Linked DNA regions of Mus musculus: all the other regions are linked to region 2. The links are chromatin contacts, called in public Hi-C and promoter capture Hi-C maps. All regions are on one chromosome and are shown on one strand. The core of a region is the stretch at or near the end of the contact, and the rest is flanking DNA. Distances in the headings are between cores, read along the strand shown. Region 1 holds the start of Slc44a2 (solute carrier family 44, member 2). Region 2 holds the start of Anln (anillin, actin binding protein). Region 3 holds the start of Icam4 (intercellular adhesion molecule 4, Landsteiner-Wiener blood group).

Region 1 (2,700 bases), core at 93-2,592, 1.1 Mb after region 2:
GCTCCCAGACCAAGAATCCCACACCAGAGACAGCCAGAAGCACTCAATAGTTGCACAGCAACCCAAGAGCCTGGGGCTTCAGACCTTCTAGTGGTCTGGGGGCTGGCAACTTCAAGCTGGGAGAGCCCTGAAAGGCTAGGTCTTGCTACCTTCCTTTAGGCCAGGAAGGGTGTGTCACAGCCTCTGGGACCTGTCTATTCTTTTTTTTTCCTCCCCCTGGACCGCACAGACCCAGGAAAGAGGAGGAAGGCAGAGAGCCTACTTGCTTTTCTAGTTATTTTTGAACCATTTCCGGCCCCCTCCCCAAGACTCTAGAGTCTAGCAGTTTCCAGGAAGTTCCAGTCACACAAAGTGGTATATCAGGGGGAGGGATAGAGCCCCTCTGCCAGAGTCTCAGCTATGCCTCTTAAGGCTTGTGGCCGATTTAGGCCCAAGGAACCTAAAATAGATAAGAGGAAGGAGGCTCAGAGTTCAACACCCAGTCCGTGGGAACCCGGAGTCGGGTAGGGTGAGAAATCCGCATCTTGGCCCCACCCCCAGCTCCAAGTGGCTAAGGCCACCTCAGGCCTTACTGAGGTCCGGGTCTCCTGGAACCCTTAAAATTACAGGCACCTGCAACAATCAGCACAGGCAGGGAAAGTTTCTGCATTGCTCCCCGCCTGCCCGCCTCGTCTCTGACCTTCCCTGTCGCATTAGGCACCTAATTCCAGTTATACGGGACTCTTCAGCCTTGCCTCAGTTTCCCCATCTAGTACTAAGCTTGGAGTCGCTATTCTGGATGTAAATGGCGAAGATGTGGAGGACACTTGGGTCTTAAGGAGACGGGACATGTGGCGAGGTCGGGCCCCATTCTTGCCCACACCCCAAGCTAAGATCGCCTCGCATCCCCTCCCCCGCCCATCACCTAATTCTCCCAGATAACGGGACCTCCAGGCGAGGAGCATGCGCCATAAGTCCCGGCTCATCGCTCAGGAAGGGAGTAAGCTTGAAGATCCCCGAAAAGAGACACGGGGGACAACCTGGGCTAGGGCCAAGAGCTCCGGCTGAGCCAGCGCGGGATGCAGAGGCCTGAGGACGCGGACAGAAGGGCCTTCGTACTGCCTGCAGCCACGAGTGTTTTGTTTTAAGGCTCTCAGATGTTGCCCTTCCTCAAAACCCCCTCCTTCCCAAGTCAGCACAGGCGACCTACAGGCCGGAGGCTACTCCTACCATAGACTGCGTCCTTCCGATCGTCCTCCATGGCCTCAACCGAGGAGAGCTGAGTCCGAAGCCAGCGCGACCCCAACCCAAGCGGGCGGGAGACACCGCGCGCTGCTGGCCCCGCCCTGCCCCGCCTGACACCGCCCCCAGCGCGCACGCCCAAGACAGCCCCGCCCCTTAGGGGCGTGCCCAGGGAGGGGCGTTGGGGGGCAGCCACCTTCTGGTTTCCAGTCCGCTCTCTCTGTGGACAATTAGTGTGTTGCATCTGCTGGTCAGTCATTCTTTTTGTTGTTGTTGTTTTGGGTTTTGTGGGTTTGTTTTTGTTTTGTTTTTAGACAGGGTTTCTCTGTGCAGCCCTGGATGTACCGGAACTCTGTAACACGGCTGGCCTGGAACTCAAGAGATCTGTCTGCCTCAAATACTGGGATTAAAGGTGTGCTCAACCACCGCTCAGCAAGTCATTCTTTGTCCAGGTACTGAGCGCTGACTGAGCTAGGGATGCAGAAAAAGTTGTCATGTGCTCATTCATCCTATTGGTAAGATTTTGAGAGTTTGAACACAAGTCAGAAAGGAATAAAAGAGAAGGAGTGGCATGTCCCTGGGCCTCTGGGTAGGAGGTTTACGACTTTAATCTTCCAATCCCAGCACTGGGGAGGCAGAAGCTGCAGGATCTCCTTTATTATTATTATTATTATTATTATTATTATTATTATTATTTTGAGACTGAGCCTCCCTGGGGTCCTAGCTATCCTGAAAGTTGCTATGTAGACCAGACTAAGAGAGATACCCATGCCTCTATCTCTGAGTGTGGGGTTTAAAGGTGTATGCCACCATGTCCAACCTTAAAAGGTAGTTTTGAAAAACACCTATCATTCCAGCACTTGGGAGATGAAGAAGGAGGCACAGTAGTTCCAGGCTAGCCTTAGCTACACAGGAGTTTGAGGACAGCCTGGGGTACGTGAGACCCAGTCTCAATAAACAAAAATTTTCTTTGATCAGTGGAAGGTTTGAAATGTTGACAGACATGATCTAAAATAAGTTCTAGAATAACAATGATTAGGGCTGGAGCGATGTCTCAGAGGTTAAGAGCACTGCCTGCTCTCTTCCAGATCCTGTCTTTCAGAGGACCTGAGTTCAATTCCCAGCAGCCACATGGTGGTTCACAACAATATATAATGAGATCTGGTGCCCTCTTCTGGCATGCAGGCATATATGCAAGCAGAACACTATTATATACAATAAAGAAATAAATCTTGAGAAAATAAAGAATGGTTAACCTAAGCCAGGCGTGGTGGGGCACGCCTTTGATCCCAGCACTTGGGAGGCAAAGGCAGGCAGATTTCTGAGTTCGAGGCCAGCCTGGTCTACAAAATGAGTTCCAAGACAGCCAGGGCTATACAGAGAAACCCTGTCTCGATAAAAACAGAAAGAAAAAAAAAGAAAAGAAAAGAAAAGAAAAAAAGCAACCTTAGAAGTTGCTGGGCAATGGTGGCACACACC
Region 2 (2,700 bases), core at 2-2,501:
CCATTTTCTATCATTTCACAGCTCCAAGGCACCAAGGAAATTTATTATTCTTGTTATACTGTGGTCCCAAGGATCTGAATTCTTAGAAGTTGCTCTTAAAGAAGTTCTTATTCCATGCCCCAAATTCAGTTTATTACAATCTATACATTTTTAAATTCTTTATTACTTAGAAAAACATCATTAATTTATTTCCTGTGTGTGTGTGTGCAGGTCAGAGGACAATTTGCTGGAACTGGTTCTGGGTCTAGAATTCAGGTCCCAAGACTTGGTAGCAAGCGCCCTCATAGCTAGCATGTGCTCTGTCGCTGGCCCCAAGCTTCCTATTTTTATTTAGCTTTGATTCTGGACTTGACCCTTCAACACTTTCAGTTTTTCTGTTCAATAAGCACAGTTGATCCTGTTATGGACTCATTTAGGACACAGAGACTCAACCATAAACCTTGCTACCATACATCTGTTTTACACAATCTCGTAAGGACTTTAGCTCTCACAGCACCAACCTAGGCACAGAGATTTTGGTGCTTTGTCGACCTTTTGACGTATAAAGGCAAACAGTTCTACTACCAGAGGTTTGGCAACCCATCTTTTTAGACACATTCTTGGAAAGCCTAGCAGAATGTCAAATGGTAAGACACTGTGAGGGTCTCCAAAAGACCCTCCCAGGAAGAGGAAAAGGAAAGTCAGATTAAAAGTTACTCGTGCAATAGTTTGTCCTGCTTTCTGCCTGTTAAACGGGAACTTTTATTAAATATGGACTTTCCGATTGTCCCTTCTCTCAAAGTGTTCTCACTGCTGGCTTTGGGTAGTTGACTGGGATTTAAAACCGAAGGGTCTGTTACTGTCATCTCTTTTCCCCACCAAACAAAGAACTAGTCACTGGCTGAGAGTGTGGGGACCCGCCAGAGTGGTCTCTCAGGAGGTCAAGCTGGCTGTCTAGTCCCACTTCTGGTGGCAGGATCAGGCCCAAAGGCCAGAGGGCCGGACCGGGTTCGTAAGGCCCACGGAGGAAGAAGGCAGGGCGGCGGGAGCTGACAGAGTCAGGAAGGGACCCGCTACGGCGTGCGTGGGTGCGTGCGGGATGGCAGGGCCCTCTCCCTAGGCAGTTCAACGGCAGAACCGTCTCCACCCAAGCGGAGGAGAGAGAGCAGTGCTCGCAGCTCCGGACCAGTCCCAACTTGGCCGCATCACGTGACCTAGCTCAGGGGCGGGGGCAAGCGGCCCGCCCGGCCCCGCCCACCCCGCGCGCATGCGTGTCGTCCGGGGCGCTGAAATTCAAATTTTGAACGGCCGTGGTAGCCTACCGACTCCGTGGGTGCGGAGGGCAGAGCCGACTGGGTGTGAGAGCGCCCGCCGCCTCGACTGCAGTCCTCCTCCAGGAGCTGCGCCGAGCCTGCACTCACTTCTTTCCTCTTCCTGAGTTTGAACCGTCGGACCCACCGTCTAGCCGTCCACTGGTGAGGCCTGGGGCGATGGACCCGTTTACCGAGGTGAGAGACTCTGCGGGCGCTGTGAACCATGACCCCTGCCGACTCCGGGACCCCCGCCCGCGCTGTCAGCCTGCGGCCAGCGTGGCGCGTGCGCACAGCGAGCGTGCAGCCGGACGGAAGCCGCGGGGTCGCAGCCGCCCCGGCTTCGCTGCTCCGTCCCTGGCTCTGGGGAAGGCAGGGCCTCAAAAACCCCATGCAAACCCCGAGCTCTGTAGTCGTTTAGCCTTCCTCCACTCCCCCAAGTGCTGGCTCGGGGTGTGAGCGCCTGGGCGCTCTGGCTTGAGCCTGCCCCCCCGGCTCCCGGGACTTAAAGCACGCTTCCCTCCATCCTTCATCCGTCTTGCTGTGACCCGGGAGAGTGCCGCTCAGGGGCCTAGTGGGACAAGCCCTGCCCTAAAGCTGGAATAGTTGGCAGGGTGGAGTCGGCCCAGTGACTCGTACTGTGTGCTTGGAATCTGATGGAAGTGATAAAGGACTTCACAGGCCCAGAGGAGCTTGAGCGCTTAAGAATCCTGTGATGAAACCACCGAAGTCTAAATGAGCAGGTGCTTTAGCCTGGCGTCCTTCATAAGTCACGGCTCTACTAACTTTAGAAAGAAAGTCTCATGCACAGGGTTGATACTGGTTGAAAGGAAACAGGGCTTATAGTTACCTCAGCGTGTACAAAACAAAATTATAAGTGTATGCTGTAGGGTTGGTACACCTCAGTGTTTATGTAGCGTATCATTTCAACAATGCTTTCCTCATCTCTTCCTTGGAAATAAGGTCTAGATTCCGTTGTTAATCTTATTATTTATGCCTAGTTTTAGCTTCACGTTGCAGCTGTACACCGACATTCAGGATTGCGTGTTGCTGTTGGCCCATTCTTTTATTGCAGGACAGTTCCTCTTTTTCTTTTGCTTCAAGCTGTTCTTTAAATTTCAAGACTTGTGAGTTTTGTAAAGTGGGCATACAGTGTTTCTGTACTACATTGAAAAATGTCGTAGAGGATAGTAATAATTTATTTTGGGTAGTGTAGTTAACAATTCCATAAGCTAAGCCCAAGATACTAGTTAAGGATTTCAACAATTAAAGATTTCAACTTGACAGTTATGCTGCCCCACACACCCTGTGCTCCGTTTGAAGTTCTCAGTTATCTTGAGGAAAACAACATTTTGATAACGTTAGAATTTCTAATAGAGGACTGGAGAGATGGCTCAGCTGCCAAGAGCAC
Region 3 (2,700 bases), core at 184-2,683, 1.4 Mb after region 2:
AGCCAATCAGAAAAAGCCATACCAAGAGTCAGCCCTGGAGGGGAGGTCAGTTTAGTCTTTCTGCCCCGCACAAATAAAGCTAACAAAACTCTACGCAGAGGAACTCGGGTTCTAGGACCCCATGCTGGCCTTGAAGGAGAAATTTCAAGGTGTTGTTTCCTCCAGTACTACCTCTAATCTACTAATCTTCAGCCCCTACGTAAGGAATTTGGAAAAAGTAAGGTACCTTAAAAAAGAAACCACTTTCTCCAAGAACCGTAAGGCAGAGACTGAGGAGGAAGACTTTATTGTTTCAATAAGAGTCTCTGAATTAATTACTCTGAAGTTCTTTTCCCCTCCCTCTTGTCAGGCATCGAAAACAGATCTATAACTAAGTCTGCACAGCCAGGTACTTGCGCACGTAGACAGCCCCCACAGCCAGGAGGATCCCCACCAGGGTTGCGATGGAGGTAGAGGCCAAGGCTATAGAGGCTGGGCTTAAAGCTGTGGGCAGGAGTGAAAATCAGGAACTAGGAGGTCTGAGGACCGCCAAGCGTGGAGCCCACGCCTGTTCTGCAGGCCCCCTTGGAGTGGCAACATCCCCTCTCCCGCACCCATTCCCTGGGATTACAGGATGCCTCACCGAGGACTGTCAACATAACAGGTGCCGAGCTGCTGCGCACCACTAGCCCGTCGAGATTGAGGCGCGCATGGCAGGTGAGTGGCTGCCAGAGGTCGTTGAGTCCGGCCCGCATCACGTAGGTCAAAGTGACATTAGCCAAATCTGAACCGGTGAAGCGCTCCAGGCTTTCATGATAAATCACTCGGCCACCTCTTCTCAGGCTCACCACCAAGAATCCCACTGGGAACACGTGTGTCACATAGCATCGCAGAGTGTACTTGTGGCCCACTAGGACCGGAGGCTCCAAGATCACGCTTCTGGGCCGTTCTAAGGCAAGAGAGATAAGGCCCACAGGCACCCCTTAAAGCAATTACCATCTATCCGCTTCCTCCACCCCTCTCCCCTCACCCCAGCCCGGCCTGAGCCCCGGTCTCCCTCACTGTAAGCAGTGATCCTGGCGGTGGCCTCTCGGGTTTCTCCTGCGCAAGTGACGACGCAGCGCACCTTGGAATTCCAGGCCCTCACATCCAGTAGCTGGTAAGATACCCAGCCGGATCCATTAACTATCTTTCCCTGCCGCAGTTGGGTGCGCAGGCTGGAATGCACCGGCAGGGGGCAGTTGTGGCTGCAGTTAAGCCACGCTGAGCCCCCGGGAGGCACGGCCTCTAGCTCTGGATTAAGACGCACCCAGAAAGGTGCTGAGGTCACGGAAGGCGCGGGAGGACTTTGCATCCACTCTTGCTGGGGGCTCCCACCCCTCGGATAGGCAGCCACCAGCAAAAGCGACGGGAGCAGAAGGGCAGACTCCATGGCACAAAGCCCGCGCTGAAGTGCGGGCGGAACGCCAGGGAGTTTAGGCTGGCCGCAGGAGATAAGAAGGCACCCTGGCCACGCCCCAGAATGGGCCTCGGCCGGCCCTGATGAAGATACCTGCCTCCCCTCCCATCAGACCCTACAATCAACCAAAAGCCATTGCACAGTTCTGGACCTGCTCTTTAGTTTTTACGTAAGCCCCAAGAAGTCTTTAAAAATTAAAAAATAAAATAACGCTTGGTGATGGCACATGCCTTTGATCCCAGCACTCCCAGGGAGGCAGATCTCTGTAAGTTCAAGGCCATCCTGATCTACACTGGGAAACCCTGTCTATCTAACGTAGATTTTACTAGACATGGCAGTGGCTTTGTCATTTAGTCCTAGCATTCAGGAGACAGGTTGGCCCATCTTTGTGAAGTCAAGGCCAGCCCATTCCACATAGCAGATTTCAGGACATCCATGGCCACAAAGAGAACCTGTCTCAAAAAAGAAAGGGGGTGGGGGTGGGGACCAACCTGATCCACAGACTCAGAGTTAGGGTTAGGTTACCAGACAACCCTGAGGCATTATGGGAGTCGGCAGTCCTTAGGGCTTTGCCTAACTGATGTGATGACTGTACACAAACTCACAAGACACTCAGGCCGACATAAAACTTTATTGATTCAAAGGAAAGGTTTCTGTGCTGGGAGGGGTGCTTACCCTCCCACAGCAGCTTGCACGACCCTTCTAAGGAGTTGGAACATTTCCTTCCAGGCTTTCTCTTTGAGGTGGAGCCGCCTGGGACCATGATTTCATGAGCATGAGGCTCGATTGTTCAGCTGCTAAGGCATGGTGGCTGACATTGGGAACAAAAGTAGGTGGGGAGGTGCTGGGACGCTCCAGGATGTGGAGGAGCAGAGAACCACTGCCAGTCCACATAGTGTTTATGTGACTGGTGAAAAAAGTCGACCCTTATGAGAAAAGCATCCTGACCAGTAGAGAAACCCTCGACCCATGTGATCTTTCCCCAGACTCTCACAGCATCTGCAGCAGGGTCCAGGCCATAACTTATACATTCACCTCCTCACTGATCTACTATATACAGGGTACTCAATAAATAGCTGGTAAAACTCTAAATTAATAAATACATCAAGAAGAGTTGGGGACAATGTCTCAGCTTTCCTGTGTCGGGGGGAAGTGTGGTCTTCTTGCTTGTGTCTACTGGATATCATGTCTTCCTTAGGCAGGAGCCCCTCAGCAGGGGCAATAGAGAATGAAGTCAGCGTTTCTTGGCTGAAGGTCCACCG

The links. Promoter capture Hi-C pulls out the DNA fragments that hold promoters and counts their contacts. Hi-C and Micro-C count contacts between places; a contact is called where the count stands out from the background.
Region 1: a promoter capture Hi-C map of pre-B cells shows a contact between it and region 2, with 5 times the contacts expected there. The contact joins the promoter of Slc44a2 here to the promoter of Anln in region 2. A contact is called at or near these places in 1 of 39 promoter capture datasets (pre-B cells) and 1 of 9 other capture datasets (liver).
Region 3: a Hi-C map of B cells shows a contact between it and region 2, with 7 read pairs. The contact joins the promoter of Icam4 here to the promoter of Anln in region 2. A contact is called at or near these places in 1 of 39 promoter capture datasets (pre-B cells), 1 of 484 Hi-C or Micro-C datasets (B cells) and 2 of 115 datasets of contacts at active chromatin or transcription factors (astrocytes and pancreatic cancer cells).

What each region holds. Positions count from the first base shown.
Region 1 is chr9:21,319,361-21,322,060 of GRCm38.p6, reverse strand. It overlaps Slc44a2 (solute carrier family 44, member 2), which reads right to left and starts at 1,342. Exons shown (of 23, transcript NM_001359227.1): 1 at 1,210-1,342. The coding sequence starts at 1,240. It overlaps Gm39302 (predicted gene, 39302), which reads left to right and starts at 947. Exons shown (of 2, transcript NR_166671.1): 1 at 947-1,471.
Region 2 is chr9:22,387,757-22,390,456 of GRCm38.p6, reverse strand. It overlaps Anln (anillin, actin binding protein), which reads left to right and starts at 1,251. Exons shown (of 24, transcript NM_028390.3): 1 at 1,251-1,487. The coding sequence starts at 1,470. It also overlaps a transcript of 9530077C05Rik not described here.
Region 3 is chr9:21,028,165-21,030,864 of GRCm38.p6, reverse strand. Icam4 (intercellular adhesion molecule 4, Landsteiner-Wiener blood group) reads right to left here and starts at 1,433. Exons shown (of 3, transcript NM_023892.3): 1 at 1,042-1,433; 2 at 623-928; 3 at 269-483. The coding sequence starts at 1,411. The coding sequence ends at 371. Icam1 (intercellular adhesion molecule 1) reads right to left here. Exons shown (of 7, transcript NM_010493.3): 7 at 2,051-2,700.